Regions from separate parts of the Mus musculus genome. Here regions 1, 2 and 4 are each linked to region 3. The links are chromatin contacts, called in public HiChIP or PLAC-seq and promoter capture Hi-C maps. All regions are on one chromosome and are shown on one strand. Each heading gives the region's core, a stretch centred on a gene start, on an enhancer-like site or on the middle of the called end of the contact. The rest is flanking DNA. Distances are from core to core; before and after follow the strand shown. Region 1 holds the start of Ppt1 (palmitoyl-protein thioesterase 1). Region 2 overlaps Ppt1 (palmitoyl-protein thioesterase 1). Region 3 holds the start of Rlf (rearranged L-myc fusion sequence). Region 4 has its middle 24 kb from the start of Cap1.

What was found. Promoter capture Hi-C pulls out the DNA fragments that hold promoters and counts their contacts. HiChIP or PLAC-seq counts read pairs in DNA pulled down with a chosen protein or histone mark.
Region 1: an H3K4me3 HiChIP or PLAC-seq map of stem cell-derived neural progenitor cells shows a contact between it and region 3, with 11 times the contacts expected there. The contact joins the promoter of Ppt1 here to the promoter of Rlf in region 3. A contact is called at or near these places in 17 of 39 promoter capture datasets (the 3T3-L1 cell line, 3T3-L1-derived adipocytes, the C10 cell line and 10 more), 25 of 115 datasets of contacts at active chromatin or transcription factors (the 230-238 cell line, the NIH/3T3 cell line, astrocytes and 13 more) and 4 of 9 other capture datasets (adipose tissue, embryonic stem cells, liver and 1 more).
Region 2: an H3K27ac HiChIP or PLAC-seq map of trophoblast stem cells shows a contact between it and region 3, with 8 times the contacts expected there. The contact joins the enhancer-like site here to the promoter of Rlf in region 3. A contact is called at or near these places in 8 of 39 promoter capture datasets (the 3T3-L1 cell line, cranial neural crest, frontonasal cranial neural crest and 5 more), 1 of 15 datasets of contacts at CTCF or cohesin (large pre-B cells) and 14 of 115 datasets of contacts at active chromatin or transcription factors (DN3 thymocytes, the NIH/3T3 cell line, acute myeloid leukemia and 8 more).
Region 4: a contact with region 3 is called in a promoter capture Hi-C map of hippocampal neurons, with 11 times the contacts expected there. The contact joins the enhancer-like site here to the promoter of Rlf in region 3. A contact is called at or near these places in 9 of 39 promoter capture datasets (the C10 cell line, cranial neural crest, embryonic stem cells and 6 more) and 7 of 115 datasets of contacts at active chromatin or transcription factors (differentiating embryonic stem cells, embryonic stem cells, epiblast stem cells and 2 more).

What each region holds. Positions count from the first base shown.
Region 1 is chr4:122,834,671-122,837,537 of GRCm38.p6, reverse strand. It overlaps Ppt1 (palmitoyl-protein thioesterase 1), which reads right to left and starts at 1,311. Exons shown (of 9, transcript NM_008917.3): 1 at 1,159-1,311. The coding sequence starts at 1,282.
Region 2 is chr4:122,857,880-122,860,579 of GRCm38.p6, reverse strand. It overlaps Ppt1 (palmitoyl-protein thioesterase 1), which reads right to left. Exons shown (of 9, transcript NM_008917.3): 9 at 1,405-2,700. It overlaps Cap1 (CAP, adenylate cyclase-associated protein 1 (yeast)), which reads left to right. Exons shown (of 13, transcript NM_001358035.1): 13 at 363-1,532. The coding sequence ends at 446. Among named protein-coding and RNA genes, the nearest start is that of Ppt1, 23 kb to the right of the region's middle. Within about 2 kb of position 1,274, at least 49 of the 459 cell types and tissues checked have an H3K27ac peak or open chromatin away from gene starts, as enhancers often do. A contact at or near this core is called in acute myeloid leukemia, pre-B cells, pro-B cells and 1 more, where this site is marked.
Region 3 is chr4:121,213,770-121,216,469 of GRCm38.p6, reverse strand. Rlf (rearranged L-myc fusion sequence) reads left to right here and starts at 1,386. Exons shown (of 8, transcript NM_001346660.1): 1 at 1,386-1,635. The coding sequence starts at 1,399.
Region 4 is chr4:122,908,339-122,911,038 of GRCm38.p6, reverse strand. No RefSeq gene overlaps it. Among named protein-coding and RNA genes, the nearest start is that of Cap1, 24 kb to the right of the region's middle. Within about 2 kb of position 1,333, at least 30 of the 459 cell types and tissues checked have an H3K27ac peak or open chromatin away from gene starts, as enhancers often do. A contact at or near this core is called in hippocampal neurons, where this site is marked.

The sequences.
Region 1 (2,867 bases), core at 62-2,561, 1.6 Mb before region 3:
TTACAAATGTAAATTCTACCACCTCACAAGTTCCTAGTGAAATTCCAAGTCCTTACACTAATCTTAAAAGCCCCAGCATACTTGTCCACCCTCTTATTCCCTTGCTCCCGCTGCTCCTGCTACACTGCTCTGCATGCTAGTCTGCCAAGCTCAGGGCCTTTGCACCTGCTGCTCCTGTGACCACATGTCCCTATGGCATCTTCCCTCGTCCTCCTTTTTTTCTTCTCTTTTTTCCTTCTTTTATTTTTTTTATTGGATATTTTCTTTATTTACATTTAAATGTTTTCCCCTTTCCAGGTCTCCCCATCGGAACCCCCCTATCCAATCCCCCCTCCCCCTGACTCTATGAGGGTGTTCCCCACCCACCCACTCCTGTCTTCCCTCCCTGGCATTCCCCTACACTGGGGCATCGAACATTCTCAGGTTCAAGGGCCTCTCCTCCTACTGATGTCCAAGTCCATCCTCTGCCACATAGGCAGCTGGAGCCATGGGTCCCTCCATGTGTACTCTTTAGTTGGTGGTCCAATCCCTGGGAGCTCCGGGGGGGTGGGGCGGGAGGGAGGATCTGGCCAGTTGCTCCCTCCATGGTGCTGCATCCTCTTAAGCTCTACTCAGTTGTCACTCTTGGGTGAATCCCGTTTCCTGTTCTAACTTGCTCCGTAGAAGCACAAGCTCACACCTGAGGCTCTATCTTCTGTTTTCACTGCACTCCTGGCCATTTGACAAGTTTCCCGTATTTCCTTATAATACGTTTCCCCCACTGGACAGCAAGTTCCAGAAAGATGAGAATGCTTCATGCTCAGGTATAGCAGGTGCTCTGAGGTAACTGTATAAAGGACATGAAGGCCCCTGGTAGATCTCTATTCAGATGTGAAGGAATGAAAGCCTGAGTGTGCAGTCCAGCTCTGCAGGGGCAGGCTGGACTGACTGTGAGATACTGCAGGCTGATGCTACTGCTGCCAGGATTTTAACAAAGCATAAACCAAGCCGTGCACAATACTCACTGAGCACTCACTAAAGACACCTGGTTGTCGTCCCTTCCGTGCAGAGCAACAAATCCGAAAACCTTGGACTAGGCGGGTGCTGTGGAATCCCTATCGTCTTTCCAGATTTAAGAACCGAGGGGGGAAAAGGATGCCCCCGTCCACGCCCACTCACCCATCCCATGCCAGATCACCAGCGGTGGTGGTGAAGGTGGGTCCAGATGCCCCAGGGCCCAGGCGGCGCAGCACCAAGGCAGCAGAGCGGCAGCTAGCAGCCTCCGCGAACAGGACGACGCCATCTTAGCAATCACATGACCGCGGGGACTGTGGACCAAAGTAATTCCGGTGGCCACGCCCCCTGCCGGGCTCTGCATCCTGACAGAGACGTTTATTCATTGCTTAACACCCACCAGACTCTACTATATAAGGGCTTTCCATCTTTTAATTGATCTTATGCACTGCTCTCATTTTACACCCAAGGACGCCTAGGTGACAATTCCCCCTTCCCCCTACGGAACTTTGCCTTCTCTTTCAGCTGTGTATTAGCAGAAAAGAGCTGTTTATTCGCTAACAATTATGTCATTTGCACGTAATTTTAATTCTATGTGTGGGCGTTTCATATGTGTACGGCTCGCGTTCTACAGCGCATGTGTGGAGGCCAGAGAACCGCTTGCAGGAGCGGTCAGAGGGATTGAACTGAGGTCATCCATCAGGCTTGGCTGCAGGTGCTTTCCCCCTAGGAGACTGTTTTTATTTTAGCACATGTGTGAGAAATTAGGTAAGGTCCTCGGAGGCGGAGGCAGAAAACTCTTCAGCACAGTGCCATAGTACTTATAGCCCTTGGAAGAAAAGGCTCAGTGTCGGGACTGGGGAAGGGAGACTTGATTTTCATCCAGGGCAAGTTATATCATGGTGAGGTTTGGTTTGGATCGTAAAGCTAAGATGGGGTTTCAAAAGCTAAAGATGTAATTAGGGAGGAGGAAGTTTGGACTCCTGAAGAGGGAAAAAAGTATCTTATTAAAGATGTAATAAGACTTCCAGGCTGTCATGGACTCTCAGGTATTTCATGTACTAGGAAGATGGGAAACATAGCTACGTCCTATCCAAGCTCCACTCTGGTTTATTATAGCCCAGAGGCTCCTGTCTATGCTCCCACATCTTTTCTAGATTCCCTCAGTGCAGCCTCGGCACCTCAATGACAGTGTCAAACATTTTTTCCCCTAAAAAAGCATTAAAAATGTTTAAAGGAATCTGTTAAATAGGGTGTATTCACGGTACAGTGGGACTCTCTGACACCGGCTTTATAAAGGATGAAGTAGTCTTGTAGAGAGCGACATATGAAAAATCTAGAAGAATAACCGGTTGTGCACCCACATGAAACCCTTCTGTACCACCCCACTGAAACCAGCAGTTACTTAGTAATTGGAAAGCCAATTAAAATACAGGATTAGGATGCATTATACAGTGCACAGTCTGATAAGCGTTGGGCCAGCTAGATTGTTCAGCTGGATAAAACAATGGCCACTAAGCCATTCCTGATCCTTTCCTCTTGAGAACTATGATAGCTTGAGGTTAAAAAAAACAAGTTGTGCAAGCTGTCTTCTGAGCTCTATACACCGACAGTCACATGTCCCCATAGAGACTCATAAACACACAATGTAAACAAATAAATCAGAGTAAAAACAAAGGAAAGCAAAAATAGGCCCGGGGCCAGGAAGACAGCTCTGTCTTTAAAGTGCTTGCTGCTTCAGCGTAGAATCTGAGTTGGATGGCCACACCCGCAGGTGTAGGGAAGTGCAATCCCAGTGTGGAGGAGGCAAAGACAAGGGGATCCCTGGGTTTTGCTGGCTGCCGGGCCACAGTCTAATCAGATCGCCAGGTTCC
Region 2 (2,700 bases), core at 25-2,524, 1.6 Mb before region 3:
ACACTTTGGTCTTCATTCTTCTTGAGTTTCATGCGTTTAGCAGATTATATCTTATATCTTGGGTATCCTAAGTTTTGGGCTAATATCCACTTACCAGTGAGTACATACTGTGTGAGTTCCTTTGTGAATGGGTTACCTCACTCAGGATGATGCCCTCCAGGTCCATCCATTTGGCTAGGAATTTCATATGTGAGTACACCGTCACTCTCTTCAGACACACCAGAAGAGGGCATCAGATCCCATTACAGATGGTTGTGAGCTACCATGTGGTTGCTGAGAATTGAACTCAGGAAGAGCAGTCAGTGATCTTAACCACTGAGTCATCTCTCCAGCCCCATCATCCTGTTACTTCCTTTTTGCAGAACGAGTTCCCAGTCCCCGAGCAGTTCAAGACCCTGTGGAACGGACAGAAGTTGGTCACCACAGTGACAGAAATCGCTGGATAAGCAAATACATGGGTCCTGTGCCCTCTCCCTTCACACCATGGGATACATCTGTATGGAGACGGTTCTTTTCTAGATTTCCTCTACCTTTCTGCTCTTAAACTGCTTCTCTGCTCTGAGAAGCCCAGCTACCTGCCTTCACTGAAATATACCTCAGGCTGAGACGGGCGGGACAGCAGGTCAGTGGATCTTCACCGGAAGGTGCAGCTTCTCGGCATCAGCGCAGCTGCACCACAGGCTGAGCTTACAGAGCTTCAGGCCCAGACTGGGGCACCGAAGCTTTCAGCTTTGGGGGTCATTCTACCAACAATCAGTCCCTGAGGGTTCACAACACCCTGGAACCAAACATCAGAATGCACACTATTCTCCTAACAGTGAGCATGGGGGGCAGGAGCCAGGGAGTCTATTAGGTTCTAACCAACCTAGTTTTCATTGTTGACAAGTGAGGCCAGGCTTCCACTCGACCAAAAGCTAAGGATTGCCACCCAGCATTCCAAGCAGACTTGTTTCCTAAAAGCATCCTTCATCTGCATTCCATCCTGGGTCAGCATCAACCACAACATAGCAGGCATTCCCTTGCAGCTGCAGTACAGTAGCAGTGTCCTTTTCTGAGGAAGGAAGTCTTAAACCCTTTCCCCCCACCCCCTGGGATGACTGCCTTGATTCCCATGGGGAACAACTTTAAAGAAAACCACCACAGCATTCCAAGGAGTCTGGCGTTCCTCCTCCCTGCCAGATGACTGTCATTGCCTCCACTCACCCTTCTGCTTGTCACTCGGCAGCTTAGGGCCTCTGCGCAGGAACCTGACTAGGACTATGACCTCCACGGCGGCTGTTTAGGTCTCGACTTACATCAGAATCTTGCACAGCATTGCAAAATCCCAGTGCTCCCTCTAGGACACACTGACCAAAATATGCAACCTTTCCTTTCCTATTTTTTTTTTTTTTTTTTTTTTTTTTTGGTGGGAAAAGAGGAAGAAAGATTGTCCTGTGACTTCTGCCCATTACCTGAGGCCTGTGGAAATAAACCTTTATGTACTTAAAATTATACAGAAAATAGAATAAAGTTAATACCAAACTTGTTTAGTTATTCACCTGATGTTTTCAGTACAGAGATGTGAAAATACTGAAAATGATACCAAGTATAAGAAACTACTCTTTATTATTTTTAAAGACAATCTCAAAACTATTTTTAGATCCTCCCACTTCCTGCCCTTAACCCTCATCCTTTTATTTGAGTAGGTTTGAGAAAGGAAAAGGAAAAACAGGCAGTGGGTGAATTCTGTGGTGCTAATGGTGCTTTCATGAAAACAGTCATTTCTCCAAACCCGTGCTCTAGAGGACCCATCTAGAACATGCTGAGATCTCAGCATGGGCACTAGGGAGTCCATGCTCAACTGTAGGAAATGGGGGATCAGGGTGGTTTCTTCTTTAACAATCAAAGTTATCATCTGTTTAATAGGAGGGAAAAGAAGTCTACAATATTCCCCAATCATTTTCTTGAGGAATCAAATCAGCAGCAGTTTGATGTATGCTGGTAAATAGGATGTAGGGTAGGAATGCCAAAGCCCCACCTTTTTAGACTATTTCTCCCGTTCTTTGCAATGGTGTGACATTTATGCCACTTATAATATTAAGGGCAAGAACAGACACCTGGTTTTCACTTCTATACTCCCTCACTATCTCATAGTATATAAGACACACATTGCTGTAGGCTGTGGTGATGCATGCCTTTAATCCCTGTACTTGAAAGGCAGAGGGGGCAGGTGATCTCTGTGACTGTGAGTTCAAGACCAGTCTGCTCTACATAGTGAATTCCAGGCCAGCTAGGGTTACAAAGTGAGTGAAACCCTGTCTCAAAGAAGAGAAGAGAAGAGAAGGTCCATTTCCTTTCCTAAGCAACCCTGCTGGCAGTTCCCCCCTGTGTGACTAATTCTGTTACTGAGGATTAAGGATACAAGGTGAGCTCTGAAGGGGACGTGATGGTAGGCTTGTGGGGTGACTGCTAGGTACCTCTAGAGGGCAACACTTACACAGGAAAACAGTCTTAAGAAATGATGGGGAAACATCATGCACGGCCCACACAGCAGTGCAGAGAAATTGCTTGTGTGAACATCTCAGACCTGGGCTTTTATTTGCTCCAAATTTGTATGGGTTTTGCCCTCAGAGCTTGTCTCTTTTTCACTTCTGTCTCTTTTAGGCACAATTACTGATCTGCAACAACAGACTCCCATTTCTTAAACGGGAGCTTGACCAT
Region 3 (2,700 bases), core at 137-2,636:
TCTATGCTCAGATGCTGTCCCTTGCTTATCCCTCCCAGTACCATCTGCCCAGGGGTAATACCACCCACAGTGGGCTGGGCCATCCCACGTCAGTCAACAAACAAAACATGTCATGGACATGCCTACAGGGATCAGTGGGATGGAGGCACCTCTCAGTTGAGGTTCCCTCCTCCCAAGTGACTCTGGTTTTGTATTAAAGTCACAAACAACTGACCAATCAGCACAATGGCTCATATTTCATGGAGGGGAAAGCAACATTTAGGTCATAACTCTCAAATCTCCCATTATCAAATTATACATTTACCTTCATCTAGACCCATTGTTTATAGAGTTCCTCCAGTTGAAGTGAGGGTATCCCTCATTTGTATACTAGACCAAACATCTTATGTTCTGGATTTTATATATATATATATATATATATGTATATATATATATATACATATATATATATATATATAATGTATGTGTATATACACACACACACACACACATATACATATACACACACACATATATACATATTTTTTTCTTGTTTTCACCACTTCATCTACTGGGCTCCAGCCACACCATTTTGCCATTCTCCCTTTTCTTCTCTGTTCTTCTTTGCATTTCTTTCTTGTCCCCTCCCACTAATACCTGGAACTCATGATCCTCCTGTCTCAGTCTCTCAAGTGCTGGATTACAGTGGCTTTGCCTTGGCTGTCCTGGAACTCGCTCTATATACCAGTCTGGCTTCTAACCCACAGAGATCCAGCCTGTCTCTGCACACCTCCAGTCGCAGCACTTGGGAGGCAGAGGCAGGTGAACTTTTAAGTTTGAGGCCAGCCTGATCTGCAATGTGAGTTACAGGACAGCTAGTCCTACACAGGGAATCCTTGTCTTGAAAACAACTTTTTAAAAGTCCCCCCCCCCCCCTTTTTAGTAGAATCGTCTCAACGCCATATATTTTGACCAATCCTTTTTCCAGCGACTAGTAATGCCATTCCCATTTTAAACCAAATTCCCTTCAGTTTGTTTTCAGGTCGGCCTAACAATCTTTATTTTCCTCCAACCGGGGATGCTTTTCTCCGAGCTTCTTTCTGGGCTGCCTTTCCCTTGCTCTTCGGTTCGCTGCTCCGCAGACATCTCTCTCATATCTCCATTGTCTCTAGGCCCTTTGCGCTCCTCGACTCTGAAGGGCCTGTAGAACCCAGGGCCGCTAGAATCTCGCCGTTGCTAGGCTGTTGCTAGGGCGGTTGCGGTGGAGACTTCTGAGAGGACCAACATTCGGCGTCCTAGTGACGGATAAAGTTGGCGCCAGCGTCGCCAGGGGGGTGCGTCACTAACACGGGCGATTGGGGGCGGGGCCAGGCGGAGTCACGTGGTTTGGTTGCCTACGCGCTGCTGGGCCGTGGGAAGATGGCGGACGGAAAGGGAGACGCCACGGCCGCCGCCGGGGCCGGGGCTGGGGCTGAGGCTCCGGCGGTGGCGGGAGCCGAAGTCGAGACTGAGTCCATGGCTCGGGGTCATCGCCCTGCATCTCCGGCGTCGGGAGCGCCGGGCCTACGACCGTGTCTCTGGCAGCTGGAGACCGAGCTGAGGGAGCAGGAGGTGTCCGAGGTCTCATCTTTGAGCTACTGCCGGAGCTTCTGCCAGGTGAGGGGTGGACTAGATGGCCGAGGGTGGAGGGGCGGGGAGGCCGGGAGAAGAGACTCGGGATCCGCCTCAACAGCCGGGGGCTTCGCGGGGAAAAACGCCACCCCCGTATCTCGCCGCGCCCCCGGGCCGGGCAGGCCCAGCTCTGCCGTAACCCGACTTCAGTCACTGCCCGGGCGGATTGCGCTGGGCGGTCCTGAGCCCAGAGAGCTCCCTGCAAGGGCTGTGCCCTGTCGCTGTTGCCTGGGTCCTGGCCGGGTGGTTGGAGCGCCACTGCCCCCCTGAGGGATCGATTGCCAGTTCCTGCAGGGAGATGCTTTTTTTTTTGAGTGGTGTGCTGATCTCCAAACTGAAAAACCTTGTTTTTCTGAACAATCAGGAGAGGTGGGCTCTGACCAGAGACTTATCTTTAAAGTCACATCTTTTGGCTTCCCTAAGATACGACGGTTGGTCTTGGATGGCGTCTGGAGCTTTCTGATTAGGGAATACTGAGCCGGTTGATTGGTTTTTGTGGGGTGTTTGTTTGTTTGTTTGTTTTTGCCACTGTGGGCGGGTGTGAAAAGATATGTTTATGCCATTCTTTGACCTGTTTTGTATTCATCTGCTGGTTGTACTACTAGGAATGGAGCCTGGTAGCTCTGTAATGGAGATTAGTCTGAGTGGAAGAGGTCGGGAGAGAGATATAGAGAATGGCCTCTTTGGCAGTCGGGTGATTGATCGTTTCTGTGCGGGTCCCAATCTGTGGGGCTACATGCTGACAGATGTGATTTTAAGTTTGGTCTCCGTGACCACGTTGCAGTTTTTTTTCTATGTTTTCGAGTGTCTTCCAAGTGTAAATGCTTGCCGTCATTGTTTCTGCATCTGGTACTTAGACTATCAGGTTTCTGCCATCCCTTTGCTCCTCATTTGGAGTACCTTAGAGAATAGAAAATAATCGAGGTATGTTGGTACGTGGACTCTTAATGAGCAATTGAGTGCTGAAAAGATTGTGGAGTTAGAAAGTTGTAGTTGGAGTAGTGAGCAATCTGCTTTGTTGGTCCTGGGCAGAATTAGTTGTCTCTGTTG
Region 4 (2,700 bases), core at 84-2,583, 1.7 Mb before region 3:
TCAGGCGGGTGGGAATCGTTACGAGCTACTTTGATGGCTGAGTTCCACAGCCCACCTGGCAAAACACTAAACCAAATAAGGTGCTGGCCAGCCAATGGCCAGATGGCATGGACTGGGGATGGGAGGACCGAATTATGCCAGGGTGAGGGGTTAGAGAGATACCCCAATAGCCAAGAGTGCTTGTTGCTCTTCCAGAGGATCTAAGTAAGGTTCCTAGCACCCACACGAGGGGGAGAAGGGAGCTTTGCAACCACTTGTAACTCCAGCTCCAAGGGATCTGCTGCCCTCTTCTGGCCTGTATAAGCACTGCACATATGATAACAATTCCCCTTCGCTGGTATCGTATAATTTCAACAAAACAAACAAGCAAACAAAAACATAAAACGAAAATAAAGTCAGGTGTGGTGGCACACGTGTTTAATTCCAGTAATCTGGAGACAGAATCAGGAGGATCTCTGTGAGTTCAAGGCCAGTCTGGTCTACATACAAAGTTCCAGGCCAGCCCCTACCTCCACCAAAAAGACCCCCCCCCCATCCTTCCCAGGTCAAAACAAAAGAAAACAAATCCAAACTCCGAACTAAACAACCAACCAACCAACCATATGAAACCTACACATATTAGGGGTAAGACTGACTGTAAGTGGGGAGCATACCGTTTCTTTTATGTATCATTTTTTTTTGTAGAAGTGTAAGTTACATATAATACTATGCATAAAGTTATATATATATATATTTACAAGGCAGTTAGCTCGGTGGTGGACATCATTAATCCCAGCACTTGGGAGACAGAGGCAGGTGTATCTCTGAGTTTGAGGCCAGCCTGGTTTATGGAGCGAGCTCCAAAACAGTCAGGGCCACACAGAGAAACCCTGTCTCGAGGTCCCCTACCACTCCCCAAAAAGGTAATTATCCCTCTCTCATCTTAGAATTATGTGTGTTGTGTATAGTGTGTGTGTGTGTGTGTGTGTGTGTTGGTTAAATTTGTTGTCTGTCCACAGATTTCTAAGGAGGAGGATCATGATGGAACCCAGGGTGTGTGGGGATCGGGGATGGAGGAGGATCATGACGGGACCCAGGGTGTGTGGGGGTTGGGGATGGATGCCATTGCTGGACACGGGTTGTGTCTTTTTGGAAGGAGCTGAGTGTGTCTTTTGTTTGCCTTTGAAATAATCATATTATGTTAGACAGAAGCATTTTAAAACTTGTATATGGTATTTTAAAACGTGGGAAGATGTTGCTTGGCAACCCGCAGTTGGAATGCGGAGGACATCTGTTGTTTTCCTCTATCAGCGTTCTATCTCTTTCTTTTGGAGAAGGCCCTTCCCACACTGCACACTGTCTCCGTGGGGCTGTCAGTCACGGTTCAAAGCCCCTCTTGTCAGAGGATGACATCCCATCACAACAAAGCCGATTGGGAGTGCTTCCTCTTGGGAAAAAAAAATAGTGGGAGACGAAAGGGCAAAAACCACGCGGAGCTGATTAACGCCAGGGTAGGTAGCGGTATTAAGAGATTTGTCTGTAATCTGCATATCTGGAACCAGCACGACCCTGTATATTTTAATATAACACTCGACTGCTCTGGTTGCAAGTTTTTCCGGATTGTACCGAGTCTATGAATCTTTCACGTTTTTTCTTTCAATAAATATTTTAAATTTTGACATAAGATCTTGCTAGCTAGCCCAAGTATGAAGGGATTAGAGGGCATGAGCCACCACGATCAGCTTTATGCCCCTTCTTAAATTTGTCAGAGCTGGTTCCTGTTACTGGTAGCCAGGGAACTCCTTTGACATTAGCTCAGCGGGGAGAATACCAAAGCAAAGAGGAGGGGGCAGAAGTGAGTGAAATTGCAATGATCAAGATTTTTCAATACACCTTCATTGGCAATTTTCTCCCCAGCATGCCTCCACAGTGTGCAAAGTTAGGAAAGCTTTCTGGGAAGATGCCAGGAGTTTCTGACACATTGAACTCAGAACTACTCCCTAAGGTGTGGCTTTATAAGATGGGTGCTACAGGCAGGCAAGAGGGCTCAAGTAAAAGCGTTTGCTCTGGAAGCCAGAGGGGCCTGAGTTTGATCCCTGGACTTAACCAGTGGTGGATTCCAGAAACTTGTCCTCTGGTCTCCACACATGCACAGTGGCACCAACATACTTCATACACACAGACACCGTAATAGCAATAGCATGCAGTATACAAACCTCTAGGAACTGTGGTTTGTGTGGACTGCGATGTGAACAGTGTCTTCCTGCTGTGTAGTATGGTCCCTGTGGCTCTCTCTCTCCTTGCCTTTTCAAGTCAGTCCTTTTGATGAATTTGTTCTTTGGTGCCTCCTCTGACCCTTGGATTTTTTTCTCAAGCATACAACTGAGCTTCTACATAAACAGTTAAAACCTAATCAAGCACAGATTGATTTTTTGTTGTTGTTGTTGTTGCTGCTGCTGTTTTGTTTTGGGAGCTTGTTGTTGTTGTTTTGTTTTTGAGACAAGGTCTTGTTATGTAGCCCTGGTTGGACTAGAACTCCATATGTAGACCAGGCTGGCCTCAAACTCACCTCTGCCTCCTTGTGTTGGGATTAAAGGAATATACCACCACATTGGTCAGACTGATTTCTTAAAAAAAGGAAACTATCAATTCAGATGAATATTTTTAGATTTATTATTTATTTTATGTACATGAATACACCATTGCTCTCTTCAGACACAC